Regions from separate parts of the Gossypium arboreum genome. Here regions 2 and 3 are each linked to region 1. Evidence: chromatin contacts called from public Hi-C data. All regions are on one chromosome and are shown on one strand. The core of a region is the stretch at or near the end of the contact, and the rest is flanking DNA. Distances in the headings are between cores, read along the strand shown. Region 1 holds the start of LOC108479608 (ubiquitin-conjugating enzyme E2-17 kDa). Region 2 holds the start of LOC108467950. Region 3 holds the start of LOC108469809 (COP1-interactive protein 1).

What was found. Hi-C and Micro-C count contacts between places; a contact is called where the count stands out from the background.
Region 2: a contact with region 1 is called in a Hi-C map of leaf, with 2.9 times the contacts expected there. The contact joins the promoter of LOC108467950 here to the promoter of LOC108479608 in region 1. A contact is called at or near these places in 2 of 5 Hi-C or Micro-C datasets (both in leaf).
Region 3: a contact with region 1 is called in a Hi-C map of leaf, with 2.8 times the contacts expected there. The contact joins the promoter of LOC108469809 here to the promoter of LOC108479608 in region 1. A contact is called at or near these places in 2 of 5 Hi-C or Micro-C datasets (both in leaf).

What each region holds. Positions count from the first base shown.
Region 1 is chr1:34,117,642-34,120,916 of ASM2569848v2, forward strand. It overlaps LOC108479608 (ubiquitin-conjugating enzyme E2-17 kDa), which reads right to left and starts at 1,422. Exons shown (of 5, transcript XM_017782318.2): 1 at 1,097-1,422; 2 at 872-944; 3 at 168-295. The coding sequence starts at 941.
Region 2 is chr1:33,501,223-33,504,118 of ASM2569848v2, forward strand. It overlaps LOC108467950, which reads left to right and starts at 1,611. Exons shown (of 2, transcript XM_017768780.2): 1 at 1,611-2,442. The coding sequence starts at 1,779.
Region 3 is chr1:33,439,479-33,442,577 of ASM2569848v2, forward strand. LOC108469809 (COP1-interactive protein 1) reads right to left here and starts at 1,436. Exons shown (of 4, transcript XM_017770860.2): 1 at 1,191-1,436; 2 at 645-705. LOC108468610 (COP1-interactive protein 1-like) reads right to left here. Exons shown (of 3, transcript XM_053031438.1): 3 at 2,094-3,099. The coding sequence ends at 2,263.

The sequences.
Region 1 (3,275 bases), core at 172-2,671:
TGAAACCAAAAGTAATAAGTGGAAGGACCAAACTTGTAAATGAGACCACAGGAAATCCAGTAATTAACAGATATAGGATAACAACACTTGATAGCTAAAAATACAAATTATAGAGCCAAGGCAAGAAAGAATGTAAACTAGTTTGGTTCAGGAATACAATCAACTACCTTTGGTGGTTTAAATGGATAGTCCGGAGGGAAATGAATGGTGACTAGAAACACTCCACCAGCATATGGACTGTCAGGAGGACCCATAATAGTTGCTTGCCAATGAAACATGTCTTCAGCAACAGGGCCTAATTCAATAGTAAAAATAAGCAAAAGGACAATAGTTAGATGAACAATCACCAAGTAATCTTATGATAATCTTTTCCCAAATTAAAATTGAACGAACCACTCATCCTTACTCTTATTTGCCTTAAGAAATTTAAGCACATATAACAGAAATGACGAGTTCATATACTCAATACATGCAATTATCCAAATCGTTTCCTTACAAACTTCACCTATACATGAACAATTTCGTACGACCAAATAACACCTTAACAAACAGACATGAACAATAATTAACTAATAATTAGACACGAAAATTTTTAAAAAATAAAAAATAAATATATTGTAGTTAGAATAAAATGGAATCATCATGGTCAAAATGAAAAGACCAATAATAAGTATAGAAAATAGATTCGTTATATATAGTTCAAATTGAATTATGCAGCAATAGTAATTATTATGTCATAATTTTCTTTTTCAAAAGCAGATATCTAAAAATTTCTAATCAATTTTTCAAAAAAAAAAAAGAGTTTCAACGAACAAATCTAAAAAATTCAGAAATGAACAAATCGAAACACGAAGTAGAAAAAAAAATGAACCTGCGCTGCAAGAGGTAGGAGGATCTTTCTGGAGATCCTTGAGCTCCTTCAAGATCCGCTTTGAAGCCATCACCTAAACCCTAAAACAAACAAAATTTTACTAAAAAAATAGAAATTTTCAAGCTAGATCGCTTTTTGTGTCTAACAAAGAAAATTTTAAATTGAAGAGAAACCAAAAAATAAAACGAAATAAAGAGGAAACTAGAGAGAAAAAAGAACAAGTACCTGAGAGATCCTCCTGCCCTAGGCTATTGTCTGTTTGGGTGTTTTTTTTTTTTTTTTTTTTGTTGCTGAAAATAGCGGAGAAATGTAAAGAGGCAAAAATAAAGCTTAAAAAAGAAATCTCCCAGAAATCAATTTTTAATAATAATAATTATAATTATTATGTAGAGAAAGGCAAAAATTGGGATGTTTTGTGTTCTGATTGGCTATCTTTGTAGACCCCACGCGATTATAAGAGAATTTTATTTTGTATTTCTTTTGACACGGATACCTTCTCTTTAGAGATGGCATTGGCAACCGCGTGTGGCGCGTGACGGTAATTTGCAGGAGTGTGCAAAAATCAAATAGTTGATTTTTGTTTCGGTTTAAAAAGTTGGGCAAAATGGATTGATTAAAAAATTAAAATTGAATTAACCGGTTTTAAATCATATTTTATTTTTATTTTTATTTTATATTTTATATATTATAAACCTAAACTCAATTCAGAATTTAATTGTAATCGGGGTAAATTATATTCATTGTCATTAAATTATTAGTAAATTTATGTTTTCGTCACTCAATTTTAAAAGGTTACAAAATGATCATTAAACTATTTGAAAGTTTTTATTTAAATTAATAAATTGTTAAAATTAATGTTGTATAACTTTTCTATCTTCATCACCTCCACCAATTAAAAGCTTTGCTTCCCCTTCTCTTTTACAGTCTATTTTTTTCTTATGAAACAACTTTAAACGTCATCAATATTCAAACTAAAATTTAAGAAACTTTTTTTTCTAATATTATACATTGATCATTAGATTAACTTGGATTTAATATATGTTTTTTATTTGTTGATAGATCTTGAACTACCATACTAATCATTTATTTTTGTTGCTTAGAACTCGTTAATTGTAAAAATAATAATAATAATCTAATATTTTAAATAAAAATTTTAAATAATTCAGTGATTTTTATAATTTTTAAAGTTGAGTTACATAATTTATACTAATTGGGCCAATATCCAAAAATTAAATCCAATTGATATTTAAACTCAATTAATAAATTAAACCCAAAAATACTACACCCAAACCCGATCCTTCACTTTCACTACACGGTTCATTTCAGCATTTGACGCCCATTCAAGCAAAACTCACTTCATTATTTGATAAATAAAAAAATTGTTAATGAAAATAAATTTGTTGCAATGTTGTGATGGATTATGAAACTTGTGTTATACTGTGTTGTGTTAAATTATTTAGTTTGTCAGGTAATAGTTTGTATACTTTTTTTAAATGTAGATTTTGGATCAAATCGATCTAAAATACGTTTATTTGGTTTTTTTTTTTTGGTTTTAGAGGTAATTTAATTTTGTTTTAAAAGTAAATTGGGTTTTAAATTTTTTGGATCGAACTTGTAAATTGTTCACCCTAATTTTGTTTGGGGTAAATTATACTGATGATCACTTTAAGATAGAGTTAACCTTAGTTTGATCATTCTAAAACTTTTTTTCTTAAGTTAGTCACTTTGAATAAAATAATTAAGTTAGTCACTTTAAATAAAATAATTGTGTAAATTAGTCACTACCATTAAAATAATTGTATGAATTTGTTGGTGTGACATTTTGAAATAAATAATATTCACTTTGTAGCAATATAACTAAAAAATAGTGTTGTAATAAAGTTGAATTTAACAAAATAATTTTAACACTGTTAATGGGTATCGGAACTTTTTTTTTTGAAATCGACTTTTTATTTTAAAAATGAAAATGGAGTCGCCATTAATCTTTTTTATGAAGTGTGATCAGATCACCTCGTAATTTGATCGTTTTAATAAAATGTTTGATTTAAAACAACGATTTTTGGTCTACAGAGTTTAAAAAACGGATTCGGGAGTCGGTTACACACAAGGAAGGGTTAGCACCCTCGTTACGCCCAAAATTGGTACCTAATTAATTACTTGATGTCTTGAGTGTCGAAAATTGAAAATTTGAAAGGAGTTAAAAACACGATCCCTCTTTGTATTAATATATATATTTTTAATAAAATCCCTTAAATAAATCAAAACATATATAAAAGGCTTTCTTATCTCGAGGTAACAAAAGGTCGTATCCCGTAAGTTAGCACGCGACGTCTCGAATTCTCAAAAATAAGTTTGCCTTTGTGAAAATAAAATAAAAAATAAAATAAAGAACATACAGATTTTT
Region 2 (2,896 bases), core at 361-2,860, 620 kb before region 1:
TTATCTAAATCGATACATATCCCTTTTTGTTTATATTTTTAAGAAGTTGGTGTTAGAAATTAACTAAACACCATTAAAAATAATAGAAAATACAAATATTAAAAATATAATATATAATAAATTTATATAAATAGTTAAATACTTTTGAAAAATAAGTTTTGACTTTGACTAGCATAATTTTAGTTTTAAATTAATTTGGTATATGATTTGACACTAAATCATATTACTATTAGTGATACATGTTGCTTATTTTAGATTTAAAATTAAAAATAAATAGAACACATAATAATCTCATAATCAGTTTATAACATTAAAAAATTATTATCAATATAATAAAAGAAATTCAATTAATTCTTTCACATTTTTTCTTATGAAATATTAAATGTTCATAAATTTTTTATGCAATTATTGATTGAGCAATTAGATTTTTCAAAGTTATATTTTTAACTCTAGATTTAATTTTCAATTTCAAAAACCAACTTGAGGATTATTTCTATGTATCTTAAAGGAAATATAATACATTAACAATAATAGTAAATCTAAAGTGGCTTTTTAACGGTTTTTCTATTTTCTTTAGCCAAAATTTTATTGGTTAAAGGGTTATAAAATATTATCTTTAGAAGAAAACTAATGTAAAAAAAAAGAAAAGAAAAAATTTAGTATAAAAAAAAAAGAAAAGAAAAAATTTAGTATAAACTCATTGGTATCAAGAATTGACTTGGAAAACGACTTGTTAGTACTTAGTGGAGAGAAGGTTTTTATTTATTTATTTATTATATATATAATCTTTTTGGGTTTTGTGATTTTATAGATGTGGAATGACTTTGTTTTAAAATATAAAAACTTTGGTTAGGAAGTTTGAGGATCAAATTGATAGAATTTGTAAATGTAAATGGTTAAATTTATTAAATTATTTAGAATTAGGATCAAATTGATAGAATATGTAAGTATAGAGTACTAAATGTATCATTATACCAATTAAAATTTTTTTATTATCAATTTACAGCATGTTATAAAAACAATAATGAGTTCAAATGTTAATGCTTAAATTAAAAATTTTAAAGTTAGATGATCAAAACAAAAATATATGCATAGTTCAGTAACTATTTGTGTAGTTTACCTTAAAATTTTTAACATAAATGATTAATTTACTCTTTAATTTAATGTATAAAATTAATTCACCTATTTTTAAAGTAGATAACATCATCACATTTTCATATTCAGGTAACCGATTTAAAACTAGATAATAGATATAACACCTCTTTTTTGTCTAGTAGTGAAAATATTTATACTATGGCAATATCCATGGGTCAATCCAATTTGTGCATATCATTTTCGTCTCTTATTTCACATTTTTTCTTAATTTAAAGAGTTTTTCTTTTAATAATTATTGGAAATTATGATTTTAATTTTAATTAATTATTAATATATTATATAAAACAAAATAGTGCGAAAGATTAAGACCAATTTATTTAAAATAAAAGAATAGAGACCAAATCAAATAAAAGTGTAAAAATTGGAGGGCTAAAGTAGTATTATACCAAAATAAGGATTTAACAGCTAGCGTAATAAAGGGACTTCTATGTAAGTTTTACCCAAAAAACTTGTAGTGCGCCATATTTGGTTTCCAGTTTGGGCTAAGTACAACCTACTCAAGTATTTAGCCTCAGTAGGGCACCAAAATAAGGACAAATTCCTGAGAGTCTTTTCCTTTTCTGCTTCTTCTTCACGACGCTTTATATCCCTTTTTCTTTGTTTTGTTTTCAATTTCACAAATAATGGCTATTAAGAATGAAATTATTACTTCGACAGATTTGGGTGACAACGAAATTGGGAATATCAGCACTTGGAGCATTCCCAAAATGATTTCTCTTGTAAAATCCACTTTTCGTTCCAACGATTTCGCCATGGTAGAAAAGGAATTTTTGGCGAGAGAGCAGAAATCAAAGCTGGAAATCGAGTCACTGAAACAGGCAAAGGATTCATTTTCCTACAAATTCGAAGAAGAGAGGTTGGAAAAAATGGGTTTTGCGGATGATCTGAGGAAATGCAAGAAAGAATTGGAGGACATGAGGGGTGAGGTTTCGAAGTTGCGGGAAGAAAATATGGTTTTGAGGGAAAGAGGAAAGTCTGCTGAGGAAAGGTGTAATAGATTGTCGGAGGAAGTGAAGGGTATGTATGAGAAACAACACGAAATTATAAATTTGAGAAGCAAGAATTGCGAGCTTGAAAATGAGAAAGCCAAAGCTGAATCTGAGTTGGAAATACTGAGGAAGAGATTCGAGGAGTTGGATAAGAGGGTTTTATGTTTAGAGACTGGTTTTAATACTCTACAAGATGAAGATGATTCCAAGAACAACAATAGGATTGGGGGAGAAATTGGGGTTTCCGAAAATGGGAGGCTAAAACCTATTGAAGCTAACGGTTATTCACCAAATGCTGGTAAAAATTCAACATTCCTGAACCTTTTTTTATTTTGTTTTCGTGTTTATATTGTTGTTTGGTTGGTTAAATTCATGCTAGAGTTGATATTCAAGATTGCTATGCATATGAAGGTTTCAGTATCATTTCAGGTTATGGACTGATGGTGATATTTTTTAGGGTCGGATCCTCAACAAGTCCCAGCGCCTTTTTATTTTTTTTTAGGGTTGGATTCTCAAAAGGTCTAGTATTCTGTCTCGGGGTTCTATGCTCCGTTTTAGCCTCGAGCTTTTGCCCTGTCCATGAACGGGGCATGGAGACGCCACATGCTGGTGCCAGGAGTCGCAAACAGTGCCAGGAGAAACTTGAGAGTTTTATGGTGTGGTTTGAATTCATTCCCTATAGCATATAGGCATTTATGGGTAAGATGAGTACCACTGGGACAAAATTTTGGGGTTAAAATGGAGTATAGGCG
Region 3 (3,099 bases), core at 186-2,685, 680 kb before region 1:
CACTTATATTCATTTTTAGATGATGTGTCACTGCATCAAATATAAATCCATTATGTCTTGTTTAATTTATTTTATTTATATTGCGTAATCATATCATGTCTATCACTAAAATCGTTACTCCCTTACCACAGACACAACCAATGAAATCAACTATCCTAACACATAAAAACTTCCAAGCAGAAAGAAACAATTGAAATATCAAATCCAAGCTCTTTTTGTTTTTGTTTTTGTTTGGGGTAATCCAGCTCAAAATGACAATCTGAAACCAACAAAAAAGAATTTTCTAATTTTTAAGCATGATAATAAACAAGATTAATGATTTTAATTATATTATTGCAAGAAACAAAAACGTCGTCGTCGTAACCGAATGGATATCTTATCATCAGTATCACCCATTCGTAAATTTGATAAATTGATTTGGAAAAAGAAAAGGTCAGCTGTTCTTTCCTCCTCCTTTTTTTTTTTCCGTTTGACAAAACATAAGGCAACGCCCAGTCAATTTATCACTCAATTACTCAAAAACCTTTTATAGTATAATATGAAAAAGAGGAAATAGTATTGCTAAAATTTAAAAAGGAAATAAACTGTAACTGTAACCAAAAAAAAAAAAAACAACTCGTTAAAAAATAAACAGTATTATTCACCTGATTCTTCCTCTTCACCTTGTTTTCTCAGTCTTGCTTATGAAGCTTTGATAAGTTTCTACTGAAGCAAATAGATATTTTTTTAGTTCAAATCTAAAGAGAATGAATTTAACAGTAATAATCGAATCTAAGATGATGTAAGCAAAAAGTTCAAAAAGTAGAAAAATCTGGAAAATTTTTGAAAAAGGCAAAAAGAAAAAAGTGAGGAGGAGGAAGAAGAACTTCATTTACTTGAATTCAAATTCATGATCTCAAATCATTTTCAATTCTATTTCTTAAAAAAATCAAAACCACGTGGATTTTTGGGAATCTATATACAATAATACAAGATAATTTTCAACGAGGAAAAGAGAATCTTAAGTTAGATTTATGTTTAAGAAAACGAATGGATGAAAGCTTAATTTATTTTACAAAAATCATGAAAAAATAAAACACAGATAACGAAAATTAAACTACTAAAGATCAAAGATTTCGATAAAAACTAGAGTTTAAGTAATCGAAACAGAAACTACAGTGATGAATAATCATTTGATAATCAAAGATTACCTCTGAAGCAGAGCTATAAGGCTTGATTACGAAGAAGAACCAGAAAAAAAAATCTGAGAAAGAGAGACTGTGGATTTTTTTTTTTTTTTGTTCTTTTTTCCTTTGAATTGAGAAATAAAATTAGCAGTGAAAAGGAATAAATGGAGAAAATGAATTTGTTTGTATTAGATTTAGAGAGCACTTTCCTTAGCCAGTTTGTAGCTTTAGATTGAATCTTTTGGAAATTCTTTTAATATTAATTAACTTACCCTTCCATTTATTATTTATTGCAGTTATACCCTTCCATTCCATTCAATTTCTCGTCAGAAGAAAACGCGAGATGATTTGATTCCTTTTAATCGGAAAGACATAATTAAAATTTTCCCGCGCTTTTTGGTGTTTTCAATTTTCGCATTTATTTGAATGTCGTTGACTGATATAGTTACCGCAAAATTTAGGATTTTATTAATTATATTACTTATAGTAATAATTTCTTTTGACCCAGAATTATTTATCATAATTAATACAATAATTTATAATTTTATTAACTATTTTTAAAGAAAATTCACCAATAAAATAAGATGAATATAGATTATAATAAAAAAATACAAATTGAATAGATAAAAATATATTTCAATTTTGATGGCCGCAGACCATGTACAAAATAATTACCATATTTTTAATACATTATTTAAATTACATTAGTGTTCTTTCTTTTGGTGGATAAAATAAGAAATTTTACAATAAGTTAAAAGAGTCAAAAGAAAAGTTACATATATAATTGTAAACTTTTCTTCTTGTCAAACACCAACTTAACCATTCAATCAGCTTCAACGTTTTCTTCTCTAAAATATTCAATTCACCAAATATAAAAATCGATGAATAAGAATAAAACTAGATAAGAATGTAAGATTTTTCTCTCTCTTTTTTTTTTTACAAAATTAATGAATAAAGTAAATAGACTTATTAGGTGGAAACAATGTACTGGTGATAGTTCAGACGGTGTTACTTTCCTCTAAAAAAGAATGAATTTAAACATTTGAAAAGAAGAAGAAAAAATCATAAATTTTCTGAAAATGTGAAAAAAAAAAAATCATATCTTTTTCTTGATTCTAACAGTCAACTCTGAGACCAATTCCTTGAGATAATCACAGTTGGTACGATGATAATCAATCAACAAACAAAGCTGCCTTATGGCTTCCCTCTTTTCTTCTTCTCGACTCAACAATGTCGCATCTTTTTCTTTATTAATCTTCTCCAATTCTCCCACTTTTTTCTCAAGCACACTCACAGCTTTCAATAACTTCAACTTTTGTTCTTCTTCTGAATTCGATACCCCGTCATTTTCCCTTTTCTTTTCTGCATTATCTATCAGCTTCGTCAACTCAGTTTCACAAGTAACAAGCTTTTGTTTCAGTTCTTTGTTTTCTTGCTCTAAACTTTCTTTTATGTTCTTGTAGTTCTCTTTGTTTTCGTAATGTTTTTTTTCAGCAACCGCAATCCTTAAGCACAGAAGACGGATGTTATCATCGAGTTTCTGGTAGAATTCTTGTGCTAAATTCCCCATCTTTCTTTCTATGTAATTTAACTTGTTTCCAGCAGATAATTGTTTGATAAGCTTTGGGTTACGTTCCATGGTTTTCCTAGTATGTTCTTCTATTTCTTTCATCATTCTCTGTTGGTCTGCAATCTGTAACTCCACTTGGTTTTTCTCCGTCACATGATCCAACTTAACCTCTGTACTCATCTGAGTTGTTTGTTTTTCCCTTTTAGTTTGGCAGTCCTCAAGTCTCCTCTCTCTAAATAGTGCTTCCAGTCCTAGAATTCTTGAATTCAGGTGAGCATTTTCCTCTTTCAATTGATTGATTTCATGAACATTACTCCTCAATTCATCTTTGGATGTAATATTCTGTTTGCGTAGAGCATCAAC